Regions from separate parts of the Capra hircus genome. Here region 1 is linked to region 2. A link is a contact called in public Hi-C data. All regions are on one chromosome and are shown on one strand. The core of a region is the stretch at or near the end of the contact, and the rest is flanking DNA. Distances in the headings are between cores, read along the strand shown.

Region 1 (5,237 bases), core at 1,960-4,459, 46 kb before region 2:
CTAGGGGAGACGGAAGAGCACAGTGGTACTTTTGGGTGCAACAAGGGGCTGTCATTGAAGGAGGAGGCACAGGAGCAGAGCTACCACTCAGTACTTTCCAGCTTCAGGAATGGTGGTATTAAGCCGTCTTCTTGGGTCATGTGACAGTGAGGGTTGACAAATTAGTTAGGTTTAGCCAGTCAAAGGGGAAGGAGAATGTGTCAGGCAGAGAGAGCTACCAGGCACATTCACTAGGACTCATGAGATGATAGCACAGCAGGGGTCTTGTGGCTTGCCCAAGCTCTTGAGTAACATAATAGAGCCTTGTTAATCAGTTACTGTTACCACCATTTTGCAAATGAGGAAGCTGGTGCTGAAAATGGTTAAGTAACTTATCAAAGGCGAATTGGGCAGATAATACATGGTCAGACAGTATTAAAACGTGTGTGTTCATCTCCCAGTGAGGTCTTCCCTACTCCTATGATAGCTCAGGCAGGCATGCTTTGTGTGTGTTTGTGAGTGTGCAGGCCCTTCAGCATTGTTCTGGAATATTGTTTTTAGGAATCACTTATCAGGTTTATTTATTTTTTTTTTTTGAGGTGAGGTGGACATGTGAGTGTGAGAGTGGGATCTGGTGGTTAAAGGTCTGCCAGGTGTGTGGATGCCTTGAGTCTCTCCAGTCAGCCTCTGGGTGCCACTGCGTACAGAACCTCTATTTAATTTGCCAGTTTCTGAAAATGTTTAAAAATGAACAGCTTTCTGACTAGAAACAGACCACATATATTATTAGTGATTAAAACAAATGACATTAATCAGTTGGTGGTGGAGACCCTGTTGCTGGAGGAAACCCAAGTCTGCTGCTGTGGTTTGGATGCTGGGATCCCGGGCATGAGGAGGACCCTGGTGGTTGCTGTTTCTCCCTTCCAGCCAGTTTTCTCTATATGGGCATGATGTCTAACTTGATTCCTCAAACTCCTGGCCACCATGACTCATTGACTTCATCTTCGGTCAGAATGTACGCCAGTGAGAAACGTGCTTTCACTTATAAATGGGCGGATGTTGTTGCCTCTGAGTTGTTTGTTGTTCAGTCACTAAGTTGTGTCCAACTCTTTGCAACTCCATGGACTGCAGCACTCCAGGCTTCCCTGTCCTTCACTATATCCCAGAGTTTGCCCAAATTCATGTCCATGAAATCAATCAGTGATGCTATCCAACTATCTTATCTTCTGCTGCCTTCTTCTCCTTTTGCCTTCAGCCTTTCTCAGCATCAGGACCTTTTCCAATGAGTCAGCGTTTGCATCAGGTGGCCAAAGTACTGGAGCTTCCGCATCAGTCCTTTCAATGAGTTTTCAGGGTTGATCTCCTTTAGAATTGACTGTTTTGACCTCCGTGCTGTCCAAGGAGTCTCAAGAGTCTTCTCCATCACCACAGTTCAAAAGCATCAATTCTTTGGTCCCGCTTTCAGATCTGTACAGGGACTACTGGAAAAACCATAGCTTTGACTGTCAGTTCAGTTCAGTCACTCAGTCGTGTCTGACTCTTTCTAACCCCATGGACTGCAGCACTCCAGGCTTCCCTGTCCATCACCAGCTTCCGGAGCCTATTCAAACTCATGTCCATTGCATCGGTGGTGCCATCCAACCGTCTCATCCTCTGTTGTCCTCTTCTCGTCCTGCCTTCAATCTTTCCCAGGATCAGGGTCTTACGGACTTTCAGTTGAGGAGCAGTGCTAATTCATTCTCACATTGGAAACACCTGCATGTTCTTCATAGGCTGAATTGCAGACACCTCAGAACTTCCTCTTCCACCAAAGCATAAGCTCAGCTCTGTCCATACGCTTTCAGCCTCCTTCCTGGGCCCTCCTGTTAACAGACTCTCAAAATCACGAAGACTAAACATCTGTGAGTTTCTGCCACAAACAGCCGTTCTTTGATTCCATGTAATAACAGGTAGACTGATAACATGCAGACCTAGTTTTTAATTCCAACCACTTCCCTTAAATTACATTTAGCCAAACTCACAGCTATGTGTAGGAGTGGCATCTCCTCGAACCTGGGTCTGTCTTCACATCTTTGGGTGATGCAGGGAGATAATTAGGAGCTGGGGGAAGAGGTGAGGTGCTGCACAGGCCCTCCTAGGGCCACAAAAATTCCACCCGCCCCCCGCCTCTGTGTCAGTAATTGCATCTGGTTTGTCAGGATGGATTTGGGGGGATTTTTCACCTACAGTCTTGGGGTTGCCCAGGATTTCTCATCCTTGGTACTGTCAGCATTTTTTTGAGTTGCAGTTCTCTGTGGGTGAGTGGTCTGGTGCATCATAGAAGGCTGCATCTTCGGCCTCTATCCACTAGGTGCCAGCAGCTCCCATGGTTTAAGACATGAAATAGCCCCTTAATAATAGTTGTATTTCTTACCATTTTGATACAGGAATAGAATGTAATCAACTCTGTGGTTGATGCTAAGCTTTATGCATTGAGTAACTCAGCAGCAATACGTGATTCATATGTTTAGGTCTTGGAATGTGAAGTAGGTTTTCTTTACTGTTCTGTTGGAATAATGGGCAGGCAGTGGAGCATAATGATTAAATGGATGCAGTGGACCTTGGTTAAAAATATGGCTCAATTTCTTCTTTTTTTTTTTTCCTTTTATTTTTTTTTATTTTTATTTTTTTTATTTTTTAATTTATTTTTTTTATTTTTTAAATTTTAAAATCTTTAATTCTTACATGCGTTCCCAAACATGAACCCCCCTCCCACCTCCCTCCCCACAACATCTCTCTGGGTCATCCCCATGCACCAGCCCCAAGCATGCTGCACCCTACGTCAGACATGGACTGGCGATTCAATTCTTACATGACAGTATACATGTTAGAATTCCCATTCTCCCAAATCATCCCACCCTCTCCCTCTCCCTCTGAGTCCAAAAGTCCGTTTCTTAATAGCTGTGGTAGTCGATTATTTGGGGCCTCCTGGTTAGCTCAGATGGTAAAGAATCTGCCCTATTTGCAGAGTGCCTCCCGGGTTCTGTGTTTACATCTAAAAGGAGAGGTAGTAGTTGCTACCGCATAGGGTTTCTATTCCTGTAAGACCTGGTGCCCGGCAGTGTGTGACTCAGAGGGGCCAGTGGGGGTTCAGAGAGTGAGTGACTCAGCTGACAGCAGAATCGGATCGGACGTCTCTGGGACTCGCAGTAGGCCAGGACTTCCCCTGGGCTGGGCCCCGCATGTGCCCTACTTCCCCAAATCAATGTGAGGTGGTGGTTCTGCGCTGAGGCAGGGCTGCAGAAGACACCTTAGATCCGTTTCCGAGCGCTCCGCACCTCTCTGGGGAGTCTGGCCCAGCAGTGTTTGCCTAGGAGTGGCTGGGGGAAGGCTGTGCTTCTGTGGGCCCTGGGTTCTAGTAATGGAAAGTGGCACTCGTAAGTAAGTGAGGGTTTCCCTTCACTCTGAGGGAGTAAGGGTGAAGTCCAGAGCATTTCATGCTCCTACTGGCAGTCCACGCAGTCCTGCGTCTTTGATGAGAGTGATGTAAAGCTATGAAACTCCTGTCTCCAGAGTTCGGGGGACTGCTTCCTTCTCTGGAATTAAATGGAGATGTCATGATTCCTGACTCTCCCTCTCCCTGCCACCCCTGTGCTTCTGCCCGCAGCCTGTTCTTCTGCAGCATTGTTTTGGAATATATGTTTCTGTTCCCTGTGGACCAGGCAAGGAAATGAATCTCTGACCTCTTTTTGCTTCACTGAGATGGTGTTTCTCAGTCAGGCGTGCTGTATTCAGATCTTCAGATCCTGGGGCTTAAGGCCTTAACACATGCCCCTTTGCTAGGGGGCTGGGGAACAGATTTTTAATTCTGAGAAACCAACTGCTTTCATGTCTTAGATGAATATCAATCACCTTTATGTTTGTTCAAGATTCAGGCTTACATATCCAAAGGGAAAGAATATAAATATCCAGGACTCTAAGTGGAAATGGAAATACTACAGAGAAGTGATTCTCATACATTTCAAGGCCTAAAATTCAGGTACTTCCTGCCTGTTGGAGGAAATCAGTAAATTTTGGTTCAATAAAATATATTGTTATGAACTGGGAAAATTCTTTAAATGAATTTGTATTTTGTTAAACACAATATATGACAATGGAGCAACTATAATTCACTTGAAAATGAATAGGACTTAAATGTGAAAGACGCACTTTCAAGCAGCTTAAAGATGGTGCTCAGGGTGCATGTGGAATGGAAGACCTTTTCTTTTTGAGTCCTGGGCCCTTCCCAGTGGGATCCATTGTTGAATGTAAATGTCCTCTTTAAATAATCCATTAGTGATTATTTCACTTTTCATATGGATTTCAATATGAATCAGTCTTACATGTTTTGAGAGAGCTATCTTACATCTTGCCATACGCTATGGGAGCTATTAGTTGCCATTTCATCACTGCCTCAGATGTAGTTGTCTGAACTGTACCAAATCTGATAATTAGAAGTGTTCCTTTCCATCTGTACCACGAATTGCATTTCATGTTCATGACCTACTTGGACAAAGACCAGCTTTATTTTACTCCATACTGTGTTTGTTTTTTTTAAAGGCAGCCTTCCCTGACTTCTAATCTTTATCCATACATTATTCCTTTCTCTTTTGTATTCAAGATCTGTCTCTGTCTTTAGACTATTTTCTTTCAAGGTGTAAACCTGCAGAAGTTCTCTTGAAGTTGTGACACCCTCATAGCTATAAACTTGCTCAAGCCTTTTGCAACCTCACATAACAAAAGTAGAAATCCTCTGTAGGTGGCAAAGAATGAGCCCCAATATTAATGAGCTTATCTTGTTTCTAAGTATCACTGCCCACTAAAAGGGACCAAGCCTCCTTGGGGAAATGACTGATTTCAAATTAGGCACAGGGAAAAGTGAGTTGATACCTTGCCGGCAAAAAGCAAGGGAGTACTCAGACTAACAAGGAAATGTTAAGGAGGGGAAAAAAGGACACGAGAGCTGACTTGGTGGCACTTCTAAATTCCACAATTTGGATATCAATAAGAATAACAGTAATAGATGAAAACACTTTTGAAAGCAAACGAAATTCAAGAGTTGCTAGTACTATTAAAAATGTAGATAAAAAAGGGAGGATGAAGACAAGAGAATGTCTTCACAGAAGAATGTCAGCTAGAAAAGGTAGAAGGAATGATAGAAAGAAACCAGTTTTCAATATCAGTGTAATAACGGATTCAGGCAACAATCTTCAAGGTTTGTGAAAAGTCAGCAAAAGTTT
Region 2 (5,210 bases), core at 711-3,210:
TGTATCCTATTTAAATATGTCAGGGATGATTATAACTTATTCTTTAGAAGAATTTTTCTCTGCAGTATATGTGTGTGGCATTAGATTGAACATTCTTCTCTCTGGGGAATTAGCAATGCCATCCTACAAGTGCGTGACTGAGGATGAAAGTAGTTGAAGAGGCTTGAAGGACACGCTTCAGTGAAGAGGATTGTGACGGGTGTGGGGCAGGGTGGCAGGACCAGGAGGAGTGTAGCAGTGGGAAGGCTGGGCTGACTGAAAACCTGTAGGGGTCAGACTCCTGCCCTGAATGGAATGCAAATCCCTTCCTTGTGCCCAGGGGCTCAGGTTCACTGCGAGATCAGCTGGGTGATCTTTGTTGGGTGGTTACATCCTGTCTGCCTGCCTCCTCAAGTGTGAAACGGGCACTTTTTGCATCTCAGCAAACAGGAGTTCTTTCCCCATGCCCTGCCCACTCTCCCTTCCTGGGTCTTCACGCTCTGAGTATCTTGGTGACCCCTCATTTCTTCCTTACTCAGCTGTGATAGGCATGAATGTTATAAAATGGCAATGTAGTTTATGTGTATGTTACCAGTGTGTAATTGTGTATATGTGTATATTTATAGGTTTTATTGAAGTATGAAACTTGTTTATGTTTACAAATCATAAAATGTTATTTCTGTATTTTAGAGTGAATACATTGTTTTATTTATTTTTAACTTACCTAGATTTTTCTGGCGCCAAAGCTGTTTTCAAGTCTATATATTTTAAGATGAAAGTACAAGCTATAGTTTTTTTTTTTTCCTTTCTGTTTTACCAGTGTGATCTTTGGCTCATTTTTCTCTTGTTTGAAAACAAGAACATTTCTGGCTTAAGATTGGTTGACTCTGCTGACGATGTGGATGTATAATAATTCCCCTGTGTGTAATTTAAATTTATAATGTTTAAGGTTTTTAAAAATAATTTAGCTGGTTAGTCCTAGACCATTATAAGTAACAGATGAACTTAAAGTTTTGCTCTGCATAGGATGCTGCTGCTGCTAAGTCACTTCAGTTGTGTCTGACTGTGTGCGACTCCATAGGCTGAATGTTTATATTTCACTTTAAAGGTAAATACATACCTTACTAGGTATTAATAGGGCTACTTATCCCAATAACAAAGATAAAAGCTTTTATCTATATAAATATATGTACAAATAGATACTGACCATATACTGATGCATATATGTAATTGTAAGCAAAAACATTCACACTGACGTATAAGTATTACTGTCATAATTGAGTTTGCAGTTTTTAGAGGCAATTTGATACACATCTAAGGCTTTTGAAATGTTTGTCCTGGGTGAATACCTTTGAAGCATTTTCTCTGATAGCTTCTCATCACAAATGTAATTTGACAGCCACAATCAGAAATCCTGAATAATCATCAGTGGTAGAATTTCAGATTTGGATCCTCAGACCAGTGTGAGCAAATACGTTACTATATCAACCAGTTATAGTTTGCAAACCCACAGTAACTTACTGAGGGTGGAGAGAGTCTGTGTTACTCAGGATTATTACTGCCAAGCTCAGAAATCTCCTTTTCTATTCTCATGCCCCTTTCACACACACTGAAGTTATTTCATGGAAAGGCTGTTTCCTTACCTGTTTATAGTTTTTCACCTGTGAGTCAAGCAGCAACCATTTCAGAATGTCTCAGTGGACGCTCCAAGTTGAGACTGTTAGACACAGAGTTCTTGCTCGTCTTCAGGAACAGATGAAAATCAGGAACTTGATAGAAACCACGAGATAGTAGGTTGACTGTCACTCTGCTGAACTGGTTGGTCAGAACTCACTCAAGGTTGGGAAATGGAAACAAGGAGGAAGAGAGAGGTGTTTGGATTTCCGTGGTGTTGGGCCAGCCTCCATGTTAGTGCCTTTCTTTCAGTGATCCAAAAAAAGGCATAGTGCCTTTTTTTTTTTCTTGCAATTTTCTACTACTTTTTTTTTCCCCCTCAGCATTGCCACGTCATCTGGCAAACAACCTAAGTGCTTTCTGCTTTTATACTTTGCTATTGCCAAATTCAACATGTGGTAAGAGGTGGAGGGGCTGCTCGTGGTGCTGACCACTGAGGTAGGGACCAGGCTCTATCTGCCGCACCCTCCTAAGAGGAAACTATTGTCGGGGAGGAAGAACTTCTCTCCGCCCTTCGAGGTTCCTCTGGCTGGTCCAAGAATTAAACTGACAGGAGACTGGTTAACAGGAGAAAAACAAAAATTTAATAACATGTATATATGTGGGCGAGACCAGGAAGACTGAGTAACTCACCAAAATGGCAGAAGTCGCCACCTTACACGCCGTCTTCAGCTAAAGACAAAAGATGTTAGTGGTAGTGGTGTGGAATTAAATTCACAGGAAGATGAAGAAGAGCAGGAGTTTGCTGAACAAATGTTTGCTCTGCTGTACAGAGACAATGGGACACAGAGAGGCGTTTTAACAAACACATTGCGCTGGGTCCCTCTGTCTGCGCAACTAGTTCCTATTATACTATGCGGATCTGTAGTGGTAGCGCCCTTCGGGGAAGAGATCCTCTATCTAAATTCTTTTAGAAAGTTGGGGGACGGTCAGAGGTTCCTCAGTCTTTGGGGCCTGGCTTGTTTTCAGCTCAAAATAATGGACAGATCAAAGAGACACATTTGGGGTTGGCAAGTTTTGCTCCTCTTTCCTTCAGCAGCCACACAGTGTAAACAGCTGTTCACCAGCAGGTGGTGATTGGGGCGCCCCAGAAATGTGAAACTAACATTTGAGTAAAGAAGCATTTTGGCATCCATGAACCCATCTGTTAGCTAAGAGGTGCTGCTACTGTCACTTTTTTTTTTTTCCCACATTTGAGCATTACTGACAAATAGATCACAAGTAGGACTTCAGTAATCTCATCATGTGTTGATCGTTTGCTCAATGTGTGATGCTAATATTACTGTTTTGAAAGCAAGAGGCAGGGCCCTCTTTGTATTTTTGGTTCCTTTCAGGCCTTATAATATCACTTGTAATGTCCCAAGGAGGGCTCCAGTGTCTTTCCCACTGAAAAACAGTGTGCAGTTAACAGGGGGAAGTACTCTGAATTTGGCTGTAAATCCCTCATCAAAGTGTGTGACTCAGAAATAGATAAGAAAGAAACTCTGCCCTGGAAGGCTCTTTTTAATTTTTATTTTATGTTGGAGTGTAGTTAATTAGCAATGCTATGTTAGTTTCAGGTGTACAGCAAGGCGATTGAGTTATACCTATACGTGTATCTGTTCTTTTTCAAATGCTTTTCCCATTTAGGTTATTACAGAATATTGAGCAGACGGAAGACTGTTTATTAGGCTGCTGCATTGCAGGTGTGTTCACTGAGGTGCCCAAACTGTGGACTCATAGTTTAATGTGTCAAATTCAACTGGACCTAAAAACGTAAGAAACGTTTGCTGTTAACAGTAGTCAGTAGTACTTATTTATATACTTACGATATGCCCCGTGCTGTTTTAGATACTTTATATGTGCCTACTGTGTAGTAGGCAGTATTCCACGCCCTGGGGATGACATAGTGACTGAATCAGACCCAAGTCCCTTTCCTCATGAAGTGCTTTTACTTATTTTGAGTCTTACATACAGACTCAGTATTAACTAAGGTGTGCTTAGTCGCTCAGTTGTGTCCAGCTCTTTGCAACCCCATGGACTGTGGCCTGCCAGGCTCCTCTGTCCATGGGGATTCTCCAGGCAAGAATACTGGAGTGGGCAGCCATTCGCTTCTCTATGGGATCTTCCTGACCCAGGAAATCGACCTGGGTCTGTAGCGTTGCAGGCGGCAGTAGTCACTATTGATCCTTAAGATCCAGCAGAGGCCCCGAGGGACCCAGAGCTGGTTTAGGAAATCTTCTCACTTGACTCTTCCTGGGGGCACCCATTCCCCATCCTTCCCCAGGGCCTATATAGGGTCCTCACGGCTTCTTTGACCACTGGGGCTAAGAGCACCTGTGTGCCTGCAGAGGCTTGCTAGCTTCAGCTATAAGCAGATCTGGTGGGCAAACACAGGTAAGTACAAATGGATATAAGGATGATTACCAGGGTTCATGGCAGAGTCCTTCAGATGTAAACATTATGCTGATTAAATGGACAATTTGGCATTCACAGTCTCTTAACTGTGGCTCTCAAGGCTTCCTTGGTTTATTGCAGGAGGCTCTGTTTATTCTGACAACCTCAGAAACACCCGCTAATTGTCTCCTTGTGCTCTTATGCTTCTTGCCTTCTCCTTGGGGCACTCCACATTTGTATGGAGCGTGACTGTGATGGAAATGATCATTGCATTAAAATTTACTTGATGTGCTATACCAGGAGTTGCAAAGCCCAAGGCCAAAGGGATAGCCCTGCGGGTGGTCCCCTGATAGCAGGTAGTCCTGCTATCAAGTGTGAGACCCTTGGGGATCCAGGAACTGTGAAGTGTAGCGCTCATGGCCCACCCAAGTGGGCAGCTGCTTCTCAACTAGACCTTGTCAGCATCCCTCATTGCCTCCTTTGTGGATAGGTCAGTGTTGTCAGAGCCTCTAATGGTGATTGTATGCATCATTTTAAACACCTGTTGTATGTTTATGTGTTTTAACTCATGGGGCTCTCACAACAGCTCCATGAGCTGGGTTGGTTCTACCTCTTTTTTAATAGATGTGAAACCAAGGCACAGAGATGTTCCACAGAGCCTCTCCTGGAGCCCGTGCTCCTCTTAACTGCACTGTTACATCTACATGCTGTCATCTAAGTTAGATGCTTCTGTAGGCCTGATGTCTTGTGGGCTGAAATAGACCCTGACTGTGCCTGGCTTGTGGAAGGCTGGTTTGTGACCTCTGCTGTGTAGTGAGTTGTCTAGGCAGGAAGCCAGGGGATTCAGAACAGTGCTCACCAGCAAGGACTGGATCAAAGCGCAGGTACACGACCTCCCAGATATTTGACGGAGGAGGGCTCTCTTTGTATCAGACCCTTTGCACCCAGTTTACATAGGAGCCATTTGAGGGCCCGTTAAGTTCTATTTTTATAGACGAGAGAAGAGAGCTTTGGAGGATTTAACCAAGTTGTTCAAGTGAGGAGGTAGCTGGACAGGATTTTGCAGCCAAAGTTTAAAATCAAGAGTTTAGGATTCCTTCTCTGGTTCAGCAGCTCTTTTCTACATGCACATGAACAGTGAACACTGATTAATTCATCAAACATCAGACAGTCCTTGGTGG

The links. Hi-C and Micro-C count contacts between places; a contact is called where the count stands out from the background.
Region 1: a Hi-C map of blood shows a contact between it and region 2, with 2.2 times the contacts expected there. The contact joins the enhancer-like site here to the promoter of P2RY14 in region 2. A contact is called at or near these places in 2 of 5 Hi-C or Micro-C datasets (both in blood).

What each region holds. Positions count from the first base shown.
Region 1 is chr1:116,472,958-116,478,194 of ARS1.2, reverse strand. The region is part of intron 15 of MED12L (mediator of RNA polymerase II transcription subunit 12-like protein); the gene reads left to right. The region is part of intron 2 of P2RY14 (P2Y purinoceptor 14); the gene reads right to left. Among named protein-coding and RNA genes, the nearest start is that of GPR171, 25 kb to the left of the region's middle. Within about 2 kb of position 3,209, at least 1 of the 5 cell types and tissues checked has an H3K27ac peak or open chromatin away from gene starts, as enhancers often do.
Region 2 is chr1:116,425,802-116,431,011 of ARS1.2, reverse strand. It overlaps P2RY14 (P2Y purinoceptor 14), which reads right to left and starts at 1,960. Exons shown (of 4, transcript XM_018049028.1): 1 at 1,623-1,960. All of the region lies in intron 15 of MED12L (mediator of RNA polymerase II transcription subunit 12-like protein), which reads left to right.